2 separate regions of the Capra hircus genome follow, and region 1 is linked to region 2. The links are chromatin contacts, called in public Hi-C maps. All regions are on one chromosome and are shown on one strand. Each heading gives the region's core, a stretch centred on a gene start, on an enhancer-like site or on the middle of the called end of the contact. The rest is flanking DNA. Distances are from core to core; before and after follow the strand shown.

Region 1 (3,412 bases), core at 496-2,995, 44 kb after region 2:
GTGCGGTGCGTCTGGGATCGCAGGGTCCTGCGGGGGCCGCCGCTCGGCCGGGGGCGGGGAGGCGGCTCCTCCATGCTACAGTTGAGCCCTGGAAAAACCCCGGCGCGCGGGGGAGAGACGGGCCAGCTCGCAGGCACGGCCGCGGATGGCGGGAACAAAGACGGCCCGCGGCCGGATGCAGTCATGGAAAAACCCATCGGTGCGCCGGGGCAGGGGCGACAGGGGAGGGGCGGCGCGCGCCAGACCGCCCCGCCACCCTAGCCGGCCCGCCCGGGCGGGGCTGCTCTCGGATCCCGCCCCGGGAGCGCTCCTCGCAGGCAGAGGGGGAGACCCGGGAAAACAGAGAATGCCGGGCGGGAAGGGGCGGCCTGGGAACCAAGAACCAGAAGTACCCTGGCTCCGGGGGCGGCGCGCATCCTGGCTCCGCCAGCATACCCTCGTGCTCTCAGCCGGGGCGGGAGGGTGGCCGGCCTGGTGCGCGCCGGGTACACGCGGACTGTACACGGCCACTGGGCAGCTGCGGCAGCGGGTGGTGGCCGGCCCCTAGGGGGCGCGCACAGACACCTCCCCCCCCACCCCCAGGCCAGGGCGCGGACGCGTGTGCGGCGGCTCACACGCCTCTGTACACACATGATCATATACACGCACGTGCTCCCTGACACGCGAGCTGACTCCGGCTCCCAGGACAGAGGGAAGGAAAGCGTCCTACCGGGCGGGGCGGATTAGATGCTCCTTTGGCGGCCCCCAGGGCCGGTGACAGAACCTCAGGAGCTAGAGGTGAGGACCGAATCTGACGCCGAGGTTAGGGTCCCCCCTTCCCCCTACTTTACAAGTGTGTGCCAGGATCCCATCTCAGGGCTAGAGTTTCCCTCCCATTCAGGATGCTGCCTGCCGGTCCTGGTCTTAGGAACCCTCCTGGAGACGGGGAGGCATAAAGACTTTTTTTTCTCTTTAGAAAAGGAAAGTGTTGGCTGGAGTCGGGCTCAGTGACTTCTGAGGCCTTTCCAGTTAACGACTTATTATGAAGGAGGAACTGGACCCAGAGACCATAAAAGGAGTTGGTGGGAGCGGAGGAATAAAAACCTTGTTGCCTGATTTGGCCCCAGCCACAGGCTCAAACGTCCCCTTGTTTGTGCTTCTGCCTGCAGTGGGGCGCCAGGGTGCAAACGTGAACTCATGGGGGTCCCTGGGTGGGGAGGGGGCGTGGAAGAGGACATAATTCTGGGGGGCCCAGAGCCAGATTCTGGAGAAGAGACTTCAGGTTCTGCCTGAGTGGGGAGGCTGCTAGGTTGGAGTGGCAGGTTGGGGTTCTTGAAGCCCGGAGGGCAGGGAGCCCACCACCTCAAAAAACTCAGGAACAGGGCTGTCTTTCTGAGGTCTGGCTGTTGGAATTGTGGGAATACAGTTGTGCTGGGAGTTCCAGCCACCTCCCAGAATACAGAATACAGGCACACCAGCGACAGGACAGGGTCAGAGGAGCTGGCAGCCACTTGTGGTCTCCTTGGGAACTGAGGTTGGAATCAAATGACCAAGACCCGGCCTCTCCCTAACTTCCTGGTTTGGGGGATCTGATCCGACATCTCTGGACCTCAGATTCCTCATCTGTAAAGTGGGAACAAGAGCTCCTCCGTAGGCTCCCTCCATCCTGCCTGCCTTTTCCACTTCTCAAAGCCCCTGGAGCTTGCTCACCAGGACTCCTTCCAAGGCCTAATTTCCTGCGAGCAGGTGGGGTCCAGTGGGACGTAGGCTGGGGAGCAGCGCCCCCTCGTGGTAAATATCGGGAGGGCTCGGTTATTCCAGGAGGACTCACGCGGGCTACCCTGCTTTTGGTGCCTGATGGGGCCTCTGGCAATTTACAGCTTCCATGGGCTGATCCTGGGGCTCCACTCAGGGAGGCTTTTCCATCTTGCTTCAGCTACCCCGTTGAGCAACCAGAGAGAATTCTGCTTCGCCGCAGCAGCCTCTGGTCTGCCTTCTCACAGCCCTGCTTCTCCATTTTTAACAGGCTCCTCTCACTTCTGTCCCGGAGGAATCCATTTGGCATTTACACTGTGCTTTACAGCTTACATAGCACTTTGACACACATTACTCGTCCCTGAGGTGTGCTGTTTCTGGGTGGTGACGGCCCTAGATGGATAGAGGATCCTGGTTTGGGGCGTGGCTCCAGCACCAGAGGGCTGGTTTGGATCCTGCCTCCTCCATCCAGCTGTGTAACCAGGGCGACGCTCAAAACATTGAATAACCAGTAGGACAGGCAGCGACCAATCAGAACAGATCCTGCCCTAAACACCAGGTACAGCAAATGTGTGTACCTGCTGAAGATTCTGGAACAATCTCACCCTCACCTCGGTTTCTCTATCTTCTGTAAGGACACAGTGATCCCACTTTATAGGACTATTGTGAACACTGAATTAGTTACTGGATATAAAAGGTGGAGAAACCAGTGTCCGGGACATAGAAAATACCCACTAAGAGCTTTATTACTGGTCCCTTCTCTTCTCAAGACTCTGTGACTCAGGGTGAGCAGCACTCTTAAGGGATAACACCTCCCCTCCCTGCAGTGAGCCCTCTATATACATCTGGGCTTGCCCCCTGGCTCACTTCCCACTTACCACACTTCCTCTAGTTATCCTACTCACCAGAAGTGCTTCTCAAGCTTTCCCACGTATCCAAATTTCTGCGAGACCTTATTAAACTGCAGATTCTGACTGAGGAGGTCTGTGTGGGGCCTGGGATTCTATATTTCCTACAAGCTCCCAAGTGGTGCTGATGCTGGTCTGAGAAGCAAGGCTCCCAGAGATCACTGCAGAAACAGAAGTGTCAGTAGATTGTGAGCCATAAATGTTCATTGAGTATTTACTCAGTGCAAGGCTTCTCTGGTGGCTCAGAAGGTAAAGAGTCCAACTGCAGTGCAGGAGACCTGGGCTCGATCCCTGGGTAGGGAAGATCCACTGGGTCAGGGAGAAGGGCAACCCACTCCAGTATTCTTGCCTGAAGAACTCCATGGACAGAGGAGCCCGGCAGGCTACAGTCCATGGGGTCTCAAAGAGTTGGACATGACTGAGCGACTAACACACACAGTCAGTGCAAGGCTGTGCAGGGATCCAAACAGTCCAAGGGCTGGGTTCCAGCCTCAAGTGGCAGATTAGTTATCTCGCACAAATGGAGGTTAAAACCTAGCAACTGGGCCAAAGGGCTAACGTGCCAAAGGGGATGCTTGTGGTGAATCCATTCTCCTCCCGGTAGCCAGAGTGATGCTTTAAACAAGTGATGCTCTGGGCCTTGGCCAAGATATTTTACTTTCTTCAGTTGAGGTGATCCCCAGAGAGGGCTGACAGCTGAGGATCCTTCTGTCTGAAGCCTGTACTCCCAGCTCTGGGGTACCCTAAGTCCTTCAGGCCTACAGGTGACC
Region 2 (3,141 bases), core at 289-2,788:
AGCGGGGCGTGTGTGACCAAGCCTGTGTTCATGTGTGTGTCCCCAGCTTTCGTGTGGCTGTCACCAACGCCTGCCAGGGTTTAGAAGCTAGGCTTCAGTTGGCACTGAGCCAAGGGCAGACTGCAGCCAGTCACTGGAACTTTCTGGACGTCAGTGTCCTGCACAGTGTCCAGGGGTGTATGTTCTAGAAAGACAAATACCCAAGCTCTGAGCTGTCCTGCACACAAGCAGCTCCTGGGTCACTCTGGGCCTCTGTGCACACCTGGGCAGGAAGCTGGCTTAACTGTCCCTTTCTCTCATATTTATGTATTCACCGCGCCTGTATAGCTGGCCTGTCACAGTGCCACTTACTTCTGCTGAGCACCTGCTGGGTGTGCTCCTGGTGTGGGAAGGAGCTGTACACCCTCACTCATGAGCACACTCATACCTCGTTACTCTGCCACGTCGTCTTCCTGTGCATAGGCCAGCTTGCATAAGAGCAAGGAATTTGGAGTCAGGCATGTTTGAGTTCAAATTCAGGCTTCCCCTAGCTGGGTGATTTTAAACAAGGGATTTAAATTCATTGAGCCTCAGTTTTCTCATCTGCTACATTTGGATAATAATAACAACCATTTCCTATGTTGTTGTGAGAAGCAAAGAGATGAAGGATAGAAGGCCTGGAACATGATGAAAGGCACACCAAAGGCGCGTGATAAACGGTGATGATTACTGGTTCCAGTGTGCTTTTGGCTTCTAGCTGGGCTTCCCATCCCCGTGTCCTGTGACCCATGACGAAGCAGGGTGTGAGGCCAGCCCCTGCAGACAGTCCTTCACCCGTGTTTGGAATGGCTGTCAGCAATTGCCCGCAGCCCAGCTAAGGGTAGTTTATACCTGGACCACACACAGTGCTTGTTTCCTACAGCTACAGCGGTGAGCACACATCCAGGTGACCTGATTTTCCAAACCTCAAACTGGAACACCTGGTCTGACCAGGCAGATGTATTTATCAGGCTAAAGGGACAAGGTATCTGAAGGGAGTCCTTGCACACTCCCCAGCTTCCGGCCTTGGCACATTTGGCCACCTGGGGGAGCCCTGTGTCCCCTCTGGTCAGAAGGAGTTGGAGGGGGTTATTTGTGAAGAGGGAAGGGGTGCCAGCTGCTTTGGGGGCTGAGGAAAGTCCAGGAACAGAGTAGGAAGCTAAGTGCCCTAAGAGGCATCTCTTCCAGGAGCCAGGCCAGGGGGTTAACTATCTGCTGCCAGCCTCCACCTCTTAGGCTCCAGGGGCCTCTGGGCTCATGGTGGGCGAGGCTGGGGGGATTTGACCTCCTCAGGAGCAGTGGCAGCCGAGGGGAGAACAAGGTGTCCTGGATCACTGCCGCTCCTAAAATGGCTCAGGAATGAGTGACACAGAGAGTGTGAGCGCGGGTGTGACTCCTCAGATGGCTGGGAGCCCCAGGTCAGCCAGCCTGCCTGACCTGACCCCCTGGGGAGGCCTCAGTGAAACCTCGCCTGGTTATCTGGCCGTGGCTGTCCCTGAGCGTATCTGTGCCGGGCTGCTCCGGGCTCCGGCAGGCAGAGCTCAGCGTTCTCTCTGAGCTGCAGCCGCCCTGGGCTGGCTCCTGACGGAGGGAAGGCCAGTGCTTCCAGACCCTCGCGGGACCTGGCGGGTCACCTCTGTGTTGTCCTCCCCACTTGACAGCTGAGGAGACCAGGGCACAGAGGAAGAAGGAACTGCCCAAGGCCGCCCAGCTGCTAGGCCAGGAAGCCTCTTGGTACCCTGGGTGTCTGATGTCAGTGCCCAGGTCCCCGGCCCCCCCAAACTTCTGCCACTTTTGGGGGAGAACTCTGACCCAGGCAGACAGAGGGACCTGCTGGGGCAGACAGGAAGGACGGGGGGAGAGGAGGGAAGAAAAGCTCGGCAAGGGGGACACAGCGCTGAGGAGACCAGGCTCTGAATCGCCCCGGGGTGGCCACGGGCTAAGGAATGAGGAAGGCAGGAGGAAGTGGAGGTGGGTGTGGACATCTCTTTCTGGAGGGTGGCTGTGGGGGAAGGAAGCCAAGGGACAGGTGGGCTCGGGGCACTCCCACGAACAGGGGAGGGACTTGATGGCTTCAGTATTGGGGGAGGGGGCCGCCACTGAGGATCCATGTGGAGTCAAGTGCCCAGCGGGGTGGGGCAGGGAAGGGAGCCAGCACAGTAGCAGGGTCACCTCTGCTTCCTCATTGGGGACAGGGGTTCCAGCTGCCGGCAGGTGACAGAAGCAGGAAGAGAGGTGCCCTCTGGGGAGGGGCTCTCTTTTCTCTGGGGCCTGGAGGGTGGGGGTGGGGAAGGGAGCGTGGCTTCCCAGCTGGGGGCGGTCACAGGCCAGAGCCCCCAGGGGACAGGGCCCCGAGACCGAGACCGGCCCTCCAGTCTGTAACCATCCCCTGTGCCTTCTTTTTCCCCCTGAGGCCCTCACTCGGCTCTTCAGGGGGACTCCAACTCCTCCCAAGAACCGAGGCTCATCGATTTGGGTGGAAAAGAAGAGTTTCAGTAAAATGGGGACCTCCAGGGCCCGAAAGTGAAAGTGAAGTCCCTCAGTCGGGTCTGTGGACTGTAGCCTACCAGTGTCCTCCGTCCCTGGGATTCTCCAGGCAAGAATGCTGGAGTGGGTTGCCATTTCCTTCTCCAGTCCAGGGCCCGAAAGAGCTTTGAAAAGGCCAGGTAGTCTGGGTTCAAGGTTGTTTGCGGTGTCCTCCATCAGGCAGGGGAAGGAAGAAGGTGGGGGTGGACCCCCCCCATCTTCCCGTGGGGACTGACCCTCCTTTTCTGGCCTTGTTCCTGCCCCTCCTCACCAATTCCCAGGGGCTTGCACTGTGCAAAGGTCTTGAAACCCATCTCTTCCTCAATGCACTCAGCACCCATCCGTGACCCCTGGGAGCCCGTTCCCAGAGGAGGGCGGGCGGCCTGGGGAACCCTGCGTGCTGGTGCTTGGAAGGCCTTCCTGTAGCCAGTTCTGCTCCCTGAGCCCGCAGCCTGGGGAGCAGATGGCCCCGGCTCTCCCTCCCAGATGGCTCTTCCCTGAATCCCAGGGGGCTCTTTGGCTCCTCCTTGTGTCCTACCCAGTCTTCCCCTCCCACTTTGGGAAGCAACGAGCTGAAAAGAGACAACATCTGGGTCT

The links. A called contact is a pair of places that touch in the nucleus more often than the background predicts.
Region 1: a Hi-C map of blood shows a contact between it and region 2, with 2.3 times the contacts expected there. The contact joins two enhancer-like sites. A contact is called at or near these places in 2 of 5 Hi-C or Micro-C datasets (both in blood).

The regions. Positions count from the first base shown.
Region 1 is chr2:16,378,871-16,382,282 of ARS1.2, forward strand. The region is part of intron 2 of LOC106503414 (a long non-coding RNA gene); the gene reads right to left. Among named protein-coding and RNA genes, the nearest start is that of C2H2orf57, 13 kb to the right of the region's middle. Within about 2 kb of position 1,746, at least 4 of the 5 cell types and tissues checked have an H3K27ac peak or open chromatin away from gene starts, as enhancers often do.
Region 2 is chr2:16,335,408-16,338,548 of ARS1.2, forward strand. No RefSeq gene overlaps it. Among named protein-coding and RNA genes, the nearest start is that of PTMA, 25 kb to the left of the region's middle. Within about 2 kb of position 1,539, at least 1 of the 5 cell types and tissues checked has an H3K27ac peak or open chromatin away from gene starts, as enhancers often do.